Linked DNA regions of Mus musculus: region 2 is linked to region 1. Evidence: chromatin contacts called from public promoter capture Hi-C data. All regions are on one chromosome and are shown on one strand. Each heading gives the region's core, a stretch centred on a gene start, on an enhancer-like site or on the middle of the called end of the contact. The rest is flanking DNA. Distances are from core to core; before and after follow the strand shown.

The links. Promoter capture Hi-C pulls out the DNA fragments that hold promoters and counts their contacts.
Region 2: a contact with region 1 is called in a promoter capture Hi-C map of pre-B cells. The contact joins the promoter of Mrpl46 here to the promoter of Sv2b in region 1. A contact is called at or near these places in 3 of 39 promoter capture datasets (cranial neural crest, pre-B cells and second pharyngeal arch cranial neural crest).

The regions. Positions count from the first base shown.
Region 1 is chr7:75,306,319-75,312,748 of GRCm38.p6, reverse strand. It overlaps Sv2b (synaptic vesicle glycoprotein 2 b), which reads left to right and starts at 3,487. Exons shown (of 13, transcript NM_153579.4): 1 at 3,487-3,875. It overlaps 1500012K07Rik (RIKEN cDNA 1500012K07 gene), which reads right to left and starts at 4,047. Exons shown (of 3, transcript NR_045814.1): 1 at 3,833-4,047; 2 at 571-681.
Region 2 is chr7:78,781,436-78,787,374 of GRCm38.p6, reverse strand. Mrpl46 (mitochondrial ribosomal protein L46) reads left to right here and starts at 4,286. Exons shown (of 4, transcript NM_023331.2): 1 at 4,286-4,568; 2 at 5,789-5,939. The coding sequence starts at 4,347. Mrps11 (mitochondrial ribosomal protein S11) reads right to left here and starts at 4,244. Exons shown (of 6, transcript NM_026498.2): 1 at 3,952-4,244; 2 at 3,695-3,802. The coding sequence starts at 4,016.

The sequences.
Region 1 (6,430 bases), core at 2,238-4,737:
ATTTACAGACATTCATCTTATCTTCTTATTTTTGTTCTCTTTCCTGTAGTACATTAAAAAGATATTATCAAGACTGGTAAGATGGCTCAGCAGTTAAGAGCACAGGCTGCTCTTCCAGAGGTCCTGGGTTCAATTCCTAGCATCCACATGGCACCTCACAACTGCCTGGAACTCTAGTTCTAGGGGAACTAACACCCTCACACAGGCACACATGCAGGCAAAATACCAATCAGTGCACATAAAATAATAAATAATTTAAAAAGATAGCATTATTTGGAGCTTGAGAGAGGCTCAGAGGTTAAGAGCACTTGCTGATTTTCCAAGGACCAGGGTTCAATTCTTTGTACCCCTATGGCAGCTAACAATGGTCTGTAGCTACAGTTTCAGAGGATCTGAAACCTAACCTCTGAGGGCACTCTCTACTCATGTGGTATATAACACACCCATATACATAAAATAAAATGACAATAAGAATCATTATTCAGATGGAATAAAATATCCATGGAAGGAGTTGCAGAGACAAAGTTTGGAGCTAAGATGAAAGAATGGGCCATTTAGAGACTGTCTCACCTGGGGGTCCATCCCATAATCAGCCACCAAATGCAGACACTATTGCATACGCCAGCAAGATTTTGCGAAGGGATCCTGATATAGCTGTCTCCTGTGAGGCTTTGCCAGTGCCTGGAAAATACAGAAGTGGATGCTCACAGTCATCTATAGGATGGAATACAGGGCGCCCAATATACGAGCTAGAGAAAGTACCCAAGAGCCGAAGGGGTCTGCAACCCTATAGGTGGAACAACAATATGAACTAAGCAGTACTCCCAGAGCTTGTGTCTCTAGCTGCATATGTAGCAGAAGATGGCCTAGTCTGCCATCATTGGAAAGAGAGGCCCCTAGGTCTTGTAAACTTTATATGCCCCAGTACAGGGGAACGCCAGGGCCAAGAAGTGGGATTGAGTGGGTAAGGGATCAGGGTGGGGGGAGGGTATAGGGGACTTTTGGGATAGCATTTGAAATGTAAATGAAGAAAATATCTAATAAAATGTGGGGAAAAGAGAATATTAAGAATCCCTTTAAATAAATAAATTCAAAAATTGAAAAAAAAAAGAACCACTATTTAGGCACATGGTATTGGCTTAAGTGTGTAATGGACTTTAGGCATATTGCCCTCTACCCCTTCTCTTCTCACCCTTCCTTCCCCCAGTAGTGCCCTATTCTCCCAAATAGGTTTTAATGCTTATTTCTTTGAGGTTGTCCGCTGTCTTTCACACGTTTATGAATGTGGAATCCACCACATGTGCTTAGGGTCATTTGTATGAGCTAGGGTGGGAGCTTTATTTACCAGATCAAGAGCAACTTTGCATCAGTGACACCTCCGAGGAATAGGACTCTAGCAGCAATTATCTGCTGATAGCTCCCCGGGGAGCTATTATCTAGGAAGAGTATTTCCATTCAAACTATTTTTTCTTTTGTAGCTCACAAAGTCAGTATTTCCCTTCGTCTTCATCACTGAAATAAATGTCAATCTAAATATACACATCTAAAACTTTGAAGTAGGATTTACATCCACATTCACATGGTATTTGATGTGTCTATATAAAACCAGACACCATAAATGAGAGAAAGCATGACATTAGTCTTTCTGAGGTTGACTTAGTTTAATCTGATTATCTCTAGTTGTATCCATCAGCACATAGACTTCTGAATCTACTTTAGCCTTTGTCTTATTGAAGGTTTTATTGCTGTAAAGAGACACCGTGACCAAGGCAGTGCTAATAAAGGAAATGTTTACTTGGGGCCAGCTTACAGTTTTAGAGGTTTAGTTCGTTATCCTCATGGTAGGGAAGTATGGCAACGTACAGGCAGACAGGGTGCTGAAGAAGGAGCTGAGAATTCTACATCTTGGTCCACAGGCAGCAAGCAGAAGGAGACTGGGTGCCACACTGGGCATAGCTTGTGCAGAAGAGACCTCAAAGCCCATTTCCACAGCAACACACTTCTTCCAACCAAGCCTCACTTCCTAATAGTACCACTTCCTATGGTTCGGCATTCGAACACACCATACAGGGCATCTGCATAACTTCCTAATTCTCTGGTATGTGTAGGTGTTCATAAATTCCTTGAATTACTAAGGAAATTATCTGGATTGTCCTTTCAAGTTCTCACTCAATGGAATGGGTAGAGGGGAATGGATCAGGTGAAGCATGGAAGCTGTTGATGTCAGTGGGGAGACACTTTTGTTCACTCGACGAGGAAGAAGTGTTTCTAAGGACAAAGGGAAGCCAATGGCCTGGTTTTAGTCAGGAAGGAACCAAGATTAGACTTACACCTTAGGGAACAACTATGGGAGGGGAACTAGGGAAGCCCTTGCAAGGTGGTTCAGGGTCAAGCCCAGGCTAAGAAAGAGGTGGGGAGCTGAGAGAAGCCTTCTGTAGCTGGAGGGGGTGATAGAAGTGAAGAGCTTGGGGAGGCAGAAGTATTGAGTGGAGAAAAGGCAAGATTCTTCTCTTTTGCCTCCACTTTGACATAATTAGGTACAATGGTTGGTTTTGTTAACAACACACACCTACACACATATGTGAAGAGCAACTTCAGTTGGGAAAATACCTTCATCAGATTGCCTGTAGGTAAGTTTTGTGAGGGCATTTTTTTTTTTTTTTTTTTGTTTTTAAATTAGAGACTGATACGGGAAGTCCAGCTTACTGGGAATGGTGCCAGTCCTGACCAGGTAGTCCTGAGTTTAATAAGAAAGGAGACCTAACATGCCAGTAAGCAGTGTTCCCCAGTTGCCTCTCCCTCATTTTCTGCCCTGACTTCCCTCAATGGATTGTGCTGGTGATACGTAAGTTCAGTAGACTCTTTCCCCACCAAACTGCCTTTGGTCATGGTATCGTTCTCATAGTTGTCCTTCTCACAGTTAGAAAAGCAATTAGGGAAGGTACTTAGCAGACACTACAGAAGACTAGGCCCCTGTACTGTTGTTTAATTTGGACTTTGAACTTCCAGGGTGACTTCGTTCATGACTTTATTTCCTTCTAGAAGGAACCCTATGCTTTGGGAAAATCTTCCCAGGCTGGCTGCATTGTGTTTGTGAGCCGGGTGTGTGTGTGTGTGTGTGTGTGTGTGTGTGTGTGTGCGCGCGCGTGTGGCATTGGTAAGAAGGAAACAGCTAGAGCCTTTCTCCAATATATTAAACCCTCCAAATTTTCCTCATCCCCTCCCCACCCCCCGGACCCTCCGCTGGCCAAGCAAGCTCTTTTTCAGTTCCAAAGGAGTTAAGAAGACCAGAACGATTTGTCAACATCTATTATCTTGGGTAGTTTGGGGATGGCATAATCCGAGGACACCCCCAGTCCAAGACCGAGCTTGGGGACAGAGCTTGGAGTCTTATGCGCCTTGGCGCCTTAGGTGGGAGGGTGGAGAGACCAAGATATTTATAGTCAGTTGGGAACAAACCTAATAGAATAAGACGTTTGCAGGTCTGTTCATCCGCAAATCCAGAAAGGGCGGGTCCGGGGAGTGGGCTCTGGCTCCCCTCCAACCTATCCGGAACTCCTCTCCTTGGATCTGAAAGGGAGTTAGAAGCAAAGAGCTTTCCGCAGTGAACACAGTGCCTGGACTAGGCTCTGGCTGATCCTTCTAAATAGACTCAGGAGCCCCGGGAGGGCTGGGGTGCTGCAGGGTGCTGGGAGCGCGCTGCACAGAGGCTCTGCACAGCGGAGGCAGCAGCGAAGGCGACGAGGGCGCGGCGATGCAGGTGTGCCCTAGGGAGAGCCTGCCTCGGTTGGGATTACCAACCGCGTTAGCCTGAGCTGCCGCCCAGACTTACGGTGTTCGGCTGCTGACCGGCTCGCTGCGGATTTTCCACCCAGGTAGGGGACGGCGATTCTCGCGGTGGTGCGGGGCTCCCAGGCCTGGCATGCTGAGACCCGTGCTGGGACCTCTGGGTGCGGTTGTTAGGAAAAGCCTCAAAGGGCAGCAGAGTTGGAAAGCAGCGCACCGAAAAAGGAGCACTTGCTGCTGCCCCGGGCTGCGCGCTTCTTTGAACGTGGCCTTCCCCAGGACTTGGAGTGAAAGCACATGAACTATTGGCGCGGTAAATAGTTTCCCAACTTGGGCTACTGACATTTATAGCTGCTTTCCACATGCTTCCTGGACATCCCTTTAGTTCAACCTTACTCCTCGTTGGCTTTTTCTCAGAGAACAGATTAAATACGTGCCCACACCTGCTGGCTCTGGACTGGGGTTTGTGTGTGTTTCTCTGTGTTGAGGGCGCCCTCCGCGGGCGTGGGAGCCGTTTCTTAGGGACTTTCTTTTTTTTTTTTTTTCTGGATGGATTTTTAGCGCAAGGAAAAGAACATGATTTGTTTTGCAGGGATGGGTGAGCAAATGCCGTTAGCTAGGGAGGAGCAAGGCGCTGCTGTTCCCTCCGCAGCAGACCAGTGGTAGATTTCTCATCTGTCGGGTACAGCAGATCCAGCTGCCCAAATGCTTTTATCTTTTATCCAGAAATTGCAGATGCAAACAGGCTCCGTTTAAAGGTAACTTGATGCAGATGTGTTGGGTAAGGTAGGGTGGGACGCTGTGGGATGCTTGCTGGTTTCTAAGCCTGTTTGGAAGGTGAATGTGGGTGGCTCTGGGTCTCAAGGAGGGGCAGGTGAGGGGTGAGAGGTGTGTGGATGGTGGGGAACTAGACATTGCAACCAGCTTGGCGGTCTCTTCTATGCTTTCCCTTGCCCTTTGCAGAAGAGGCGGCTTGCTAGAAGATGCAGTTGATATGGTGAGTGAGGCACAATCTGCGTCTTCCCTGAGTCAGCAAATACTTGCCCAACGGTTTTATGTGTCAGAGGTGGCATTGATCCTTAGGGATGAAGAGGTGATGGAAACAAAATCCTAATGTGGCACAGGCTCACACCCGGTGGGGGACAAACACCTGTAGTAAGGAGGTGTGACCAGTTCGGGATTGGTTTTGTTTCTTGAGCCATTGCTCTTGAATATCCTGCAACCCTCTCCCATTCCATCACCATCACGGCTGATGGGAAGGCAGAGCTGATGTTAGCAGAACAAGACTAGTGTCAAGGAGGCACTCTGAAGGCTGCACTGAGGGCAAAGCACACCAATGCAGGTCCGGCTTTTTACTTTTGTTCTCTTGATAAGTATTTTCTCTAAGTTTCAGGACAATGGAGTATTGAAATAGCTTTTCACAAAGGCAGGGACTCTTGCAATTTCTAAGGGAGTTTCAGAGCAGATCAACTTGTGGGACAAAAAGCCAACATTGTTGGTGGGTTATTTCTTTTGCCAGAGGTGTGCCTTACATGCATTTTGTAACTGAAAGCACCAGGTGTTTGAATAATAACCTGGCACACTGTGGGTAGTGTGGCCTTGACTGCTCTAAGAGAGCTGGTCTTTGGCAAGTATCTTAGCCTTTCTTCGAGCCTTGATTTCATCATCTGTAAAATGGAAGCAACGACACTGTCATGATAAATATGTAACACACACACTTAAAAGTATTTGCTCATCGTTTAACAATCATCATATAGTGATCATTTGGCATGAAGTTGCTACTTAAGTTTGTTCATTGAGTTCCTACCATGTGACAGGCACTTCTCTATATGTGGCAACTGTAGCATTGAGCAAACTGTGTGTGTGTGTGTGTGTGTGCAAGTGTATTACTGAACAAATAAATAAGTATTTAGTATTTTAGCCCAGGAGCTGAGATGGAGAAAAATAAAGTAGAATAAGAAACATGAGAAGTGCTGCAAGTTTTGGAGTGGGTTTGTTATCTATCTATTTGTCTATCTGTCTGTCTATCTGCCTGTCTATCTATCTGTCTGTCTGTCATCAACTCTATCATCTATTTGTCTATCTCTTTCCTATCTATCTATCTATCTATCTATCTATCTATCTATCTATCTATCTATCCTTCTATCTATCTATCTATCTATCTATCTATCTATCTATCCTTCTATCTATCTATCTATCTATCTATCTATCTATCTATCTATCTATCCATCCATCCATCCATCTATCTATCTATCTATCTATCTATCTATCTATCTATCTATCTATCTATCTATCTTTCTACCCTTCTATCATAATCATCTCTATCATCTCTCTGTCTATCTCTTTCATATCTATCATCTATTTACCTATCTAATCTATCATCTATCTCTTTCATATCTATCTGCTATCTATGTGGTCAGAGAGATAGTTGATAATGAGGGCATCTTGACCAACTCTGGTGAGAGTGAGGGAGAAAGCCAGGCGGTATGAGTAGAGTAACAGAACCTGCAAAAGCCTGAGACAAGAGACAAACACATAAGAGAACAAGAAAGAGACCCAGGAAGCCCAGTTGTGTGAATGAGGGGGATGGTGGTGAGAACTGTCTGAGGATAACATGAAAAGGTCACTGCTGTCTTGCTTCATG
Region 2 (5,939 bases), core at 3,037-5,536, 3.5 Mb before region 1:
ACAGGGATCTACTTGCCCCCGCTTGTACTGTACTGGAATCAAAGTGTGCTCCACCATGCCTGGCTTAATTGTAAAATCTTTAAAAGTGCAAATATAAGCAATTAAGGAATACTGAAAATGGGAGATCCAATCCCAAGTGGTCAACCCTGAGGTAATATTCATACAAGTAACATTATACAGACTGATCAGGTAATATTTATGTAGTTAGGAATACACCTCCGACAATTAAATAAAAAAAAAAAAAAGAAAGAGGTTATACATTTGAGAAGGAGAGAGGGGGATATAAAGGAAGTATTACAAAGAGAAAATGGAAGGGGGATGATACACTTATATTTAATTTAAAAAAATATTTAAAATGCAAATAAACTGCAAACACCATAGCTGGCTCAGTGTCATCTGGCACTACTTCTAAATAGCTACTGACTAATTCTGCTAGGTCTCCAAAAGATCTGCACTTTTATTTCTAAACCTTGTCTCCTTTAACCGTCATCTGTCCTACCTTGGCTATGCACTTTTTGGGGTCTCAGGCAGCCATTATCATTACCAACGCATGCATCATAACTTTGGCTTCAAGCATTCCTGGTCACCCCCGCCCCTGACCCCTTGCTATCTTCAGGGCAGCACTCTGAGGAGCCCGTCAGATTGCTGTCACTCCACATACCTCAGGTACTACTTCTCTCCTCACGGGGACTAAATCCTAGTCTCAACTCCCCTGTCTCTCTTCACAGTCTCCTGGCAAACTCCCAGCCCTTGTTAAATCCATCTCTCTAGATAATTTGAGTCTGTGCAAACACGGCATGGTTGACTGGTCTCTCTCTACACCAGGGCTTTTTGACTGACATTTTGGATTTAACACTTCTGTGGGGGGCTGCCTTGGGAACAGTGGGGTGCTTGGTAGCATCTCTGGCTTTACTTCACTGGATTCTATCTCCTAATTTATGACCACTAGAACTTTTTAGACACTGCTAAGAACCTGGGGGTGGGGAGGGGCAAAATCTGACTCAACCAAGACCCAGTGCTTCATCTTAATGAATTGCCAGCATCGAGCAGGCTCTCAAGATGCCTGACAATCATCCTCAATTCAGTTATCCTCCCACTCTCCTGGATGCCTCTTCTATATTTCCTTTTGTCTCTGTAAACATCTGAGCCCTGCCTGCTTCCTCGGGGCCAGCTGATGGCCTCTGCAGAGAAATAGAATCAATCAGACTTCCTTCCAGCTTCCACCACGGAACATCTGTGCCCAAGGCCTTGGAGGACTCTCCTGTCATCGCGCTCCAGCTGCATCACTAGCCCCACAAGGACACTGCTCTGGCAATGTTCCCACTTCAGTATCAGTCTTTCTCTGGTTCCCAGAAGCAAAACATACGGTCATGTCATAAAGTCAAGACAACAAGAACAAAACAAATAAACAAACAAACAAAAAAAAACCCCAAACAACCCCCCACCCAAAACTCCACACATTTTAAACCCCAAGTTCCTAAGAACTTCTCATTTTCCCTTACAGCAATGCTTCCTTAAAGGAATGACAATACTTGTTTATTTTCTTTGAAACAATGAGAAGTTATTTCTGAGCTCTCCATCAGAAAGGCTGTACTGAAGGTCACCAACCACCTCCATACTGTTAAATCCAATGAGCAATCATGCTAGCTGCTTGCCACCCCATCCTGTCTGCAGTGCCAAACACGGCTCGGGTCCCTACTTTGCTGCACCACACTAAAAGGGAAATCTTGTCTGGCTTTCTTCCTGTCTTGGGGAGGAGTTTTCTTTTGCTGGTTCTTCCTCCTTCCAGATATCCGTCTATATGGCATCTCTACTCCTACTCTGATGCTAAGTGTCTCAAATGTTTTCTTTTATTATACATGATTACACAAGGCCTTTCGAAAGCAAGCATAAGGCATCTTAAACTTAACCACACAGATCTCAACTCTTAGTCCCTGACATTTTAATATATAACAATTCCATATTTTCAGTTGTTTGGCGCCCAGTTTTGAGCCTTCACACCTCTCCTTTTCTCACATTTTATATTAACAGATCTGTAGCTGGGTGTGGACAGATGCCTGTAATCCCTAAGCACCCGGGAGACTAAGGACTGCCGCACATTCCAGGCCAGCCTAGGTTGCACAGCAAGACTTTGTCTCAAAACAAAATAAAACACAAAAACCAAAGTCCGCTGGCTAGTAAAACTATCACCCTATTCCAGACACCATTATTTTTACCTATATCCACTGCTTTCTAACTGCTTTCAAGTCTTCTCAGCTTCCATTCTTGCTCCCCATGGCTTCACATCAACACAGTGGTTATAGACTCCCTAAAGAGTAAGGCTGAGGCTGGGGCATGCTCTAGTAATTCAGGCACCCAAGAGGCCAAGGCAAGAGGATTGTGAGTCTGAGGGTGGCCTGGGCTGCACAGCAAGGCCATCCTAAAAATGAATGAATGAATGAACGAATGAATGAGTGAGTGAATGACATGGCATCAACTCGTCCCAGAACTGGACAGATACGGCTATGCCTGATTGCCTGCTTTACTGTTGGAGCAGGGACAGAACCCCAACAATCCTAGTAGTGTCTGGGATTGCCAAATGAACGGCTACAACGGTCCTGGATCAAATTCCATCAGTAGCTCCTCGTTGCCTGCAGGGGATAAAGTGTAAAAGCTCTAGGGAGACAGGGCTGTCCTCTGCCATTTGGATCCTTCTAGAGCAGTGGTCCTCAGTGTTCTTAATGCTGTGACCCTTTAATACAGTTCCTTATACTGTGGTGACCCCCAGCCATAAAATTATTTTCGTTGCTACTTCCTAACTGTGATTTTGCTACTGTTATGAATCGTAACGTATGTATGTGTGTTTTCTGATGGCCTTAGGAACCCCAAAGGGGTTGCAACCCACAGGTTCCGAAATGCCTTTCTAGAGGCATCACAAGCCAGTTCTGACAGCCTGCCTTTCCACAGACGTTACCCTTGCCTGCCACGATCACAATGATCTTGTCCAGCTGAGATCCTAGTCACTTCCACAGTCCACGGTACTTAGTCTTTCCTGAATTCCTCAAGTGTGCCTTACTCTCTTAAATGTCCAGCCAGTTCTTACCTCTATTATCCTTTTGATCAGATTATGGTTAATACATTTGCCTGTGTGTTGTTTTTGCAAGTTGTGTACTACTTCTGGGGAGACATAACCTATATTTCCTGTATTTATCCTGGTACTCAACAGGTAGTAGTAGCTTTTGTAACTGTTAAACAGATGTGAAGGTAAGTGAACATATATACCGCCTGCATATTAAGTATTTCTACTAGTGGGATGCTGCAGGATGCCAGGTCCCAGGGCTAGGCACGAAATTAAGAAAGGCACAATCTAGATGTGCAGTTAGTGTGGTTCTTCAAGACATTTTATGTTGGAGGCAGAGAAAGCTGCTAGTCGGATCTAAAGCTTATCTCACAAGGAAAAGAAAGCTGGTATTTATATACATTGGACACTTAGCTAACAGTTGCTAATTGAACAGCTACCTTATGCCCCTGCTCATCCCTCTATTTTCCCAACAACCCCTCTAAGCATTATCTCCACGTATAGTGTGCTGATTTGCACAAGCTCCCACAGATGGCAAATGACAGCCAGGAATTAACTTTTTCTATGATTTTGGACGGTGTCGGGCAGAAGTCACAGGATGCAACTTTCCAGAGCGCTGCATCCACTTACCCTCACCTGAAGCGACTTGGAGCCGCTTCCCTTTCAGTGTTCTGCCTGGCAGCTGAGTCTTCTAATCTCGGGGCTCCGGTGTGGATATTCTTAGCTGGGGCAATGCCCACAAACCTGGGGGGCAAAAAAAGAGAGAGAGAGAGAGAGTACGATGAGGGACTGGATTAACGGTATTTTGGGGGGTTCAAGTGGCACATAGGTCTGGAAGGAAGGTAGGCGGGCAGGCTCGAGAGTGACAGTGGGTTCGAAAGAGTAATCCTTACCTGGTCATTCCATGTCCAGCCCAGGACCGCAGGAGCCACGACCCGGAGTTTCTTAAAACCTGCATGACTGAAATTGACCCTCCGCGGCGCTTGGCTTAGCTCGAGCCAGCACCATGAGCCTCTGTGGGGGTGCTCACAGACAGGAAATCACCTGATTGCTCTTAAATAGTCCTGTAAGTATTTTTTCTTCAAATTTAAAGCTCTATAAAACCATTTATGTAGGAACTTTCCCCTTTCTAGTGGTCTAACACTAGAATTTCACCTACCTCCCCCAAAGGGAATGGTTCATTCCACTCGGTAAACCCGCCCCTCGCCGGCCCGCGTTGCCTCATGGGAACCTGGGGTTGGCTGAGGGCTCTGCCGGGCGCCGCGGTACCTTGTGGGAAGACAGAAAGATGGCGGCGCCCGTAGGGCGTACTCTTTTAGGGCTGGCTAGAGGCTGGCGGCAGCTTGACAGGTTCTGGGCAGGTAGTTCTCGTGGCTTGTCCCTTGAGGCTGCGTCCTCAAGCAGCCGGTCTCCATGGCGCTTGTCGGGCGCCTTGTGTCTGCAGCGGCCACCGCTGATCACCAAGGCGCTCACTCCATTGCAGGAAGAGATGGCGGGTCTATTACAGCAGGTAAGGCAGTCACGGGCTTCCTGGTGCGGCGGAGGGAAGCAACAGTATCAAGGAGGTCTTGATTTCCATGGAGACTCTGGTACTTCGTGTGACCTTGAGCAAACGTTTCATTTCTCGACCTTTAGTGACATCTGCAAGATGAAGTTACCGTACTGAGTTGGGTTAGGATATAGCAGGTGTTGAAAGAGTTTAGTTGGCTTGTTTTCTCTTGATCATTCGGTGTGGATAGCTTCCTTCTTGTTCATTCAATACTGTAGGGATCCGGGGGCAAACAGGAATCACTCCCTTTAACTTAGGAGCTCTCAGACTATAGAGAAGTGTTTGTGATGTTAGGACGAAAGTCGTGGTGACTGTGGGCACATCCTTAAGATAATGCGGTAAAGTTTGCTTTACCTCAGGGAGCAATTTCTGTGAAAGACAAAAAACCCAAGTGTTGTTGCTGTTGGGTCAGGAGATAGTGATGGAAGGTCTTCCGTATCCCTAGACTCCAAAAGGCTTTTGTCTGGAGAATACTAATGGAAACTCCCGTCAGTGCTTTTTGCTCAATGTATTCACTCACTTGACTTTTTTTTTTTTTTTTGGTAGTCCTTTTTCTTTCACCATAAAGGTATTCGTAGCCAATACTGTGCGTCTGTGTGCAAAGTGATAGGCAGTTGTGGATGTGACAGGCACATCGCTCTGCTTCGCAGAGAGTTTCCAGGTACTGGAATTAGGGATACAATCAGTAACCAGTCTTATGACTAATTATAGACTTTGGTAAGTGCTATTAAGGAAAACATAGAGTACTAGAAGAGTTTTACACAGGACCACATAGGTTTTATTTTCCTGAGAAGTATCCAGGAATATCTTTCTGAGAAAGAGGTATTTGAGTTGAAATAAGAAGGATGGATAGAAATCTGGAAGAAATGGCATGAGGAGAAAGAGAGACTAGGAAGAAGGATGTTGGAAAGTCTTCATGGCAGGAAAGTCCTTGAATAGATGCTGATCAGAGACGAGTAGACCTAGTGTGTGGGAAGTGGGTCTTCAGTGCCCTCTGTTCTCCTTGACAGTCTTAATGAAGTTCTCCTACTGCCTACTTACAATCCAGTGGGCTTTTTTTTTTTAAATCTGTATAGTGTTTCATTCTATTTCTGATTGTGTTAAGAGTTGTACGTCTGAGCCTGTCAAGGTCACAGAAGCTTTGTTTTTTTTCTTCTTCCTTTTCCTTTTCCCTTTCCCAGATCGAGGTAGAGAGAAGCCTGTATTCAGACCATGAGCTCCGTGCTCTGGATGAAGCTCAGCGACTGGCAAAGAAGAAAGCTGACCTTTATGATGAGGAACAAGAGCAGGGCATTACGCTCGCACAAGACTTAGAAGATATGTGGGAGCAGG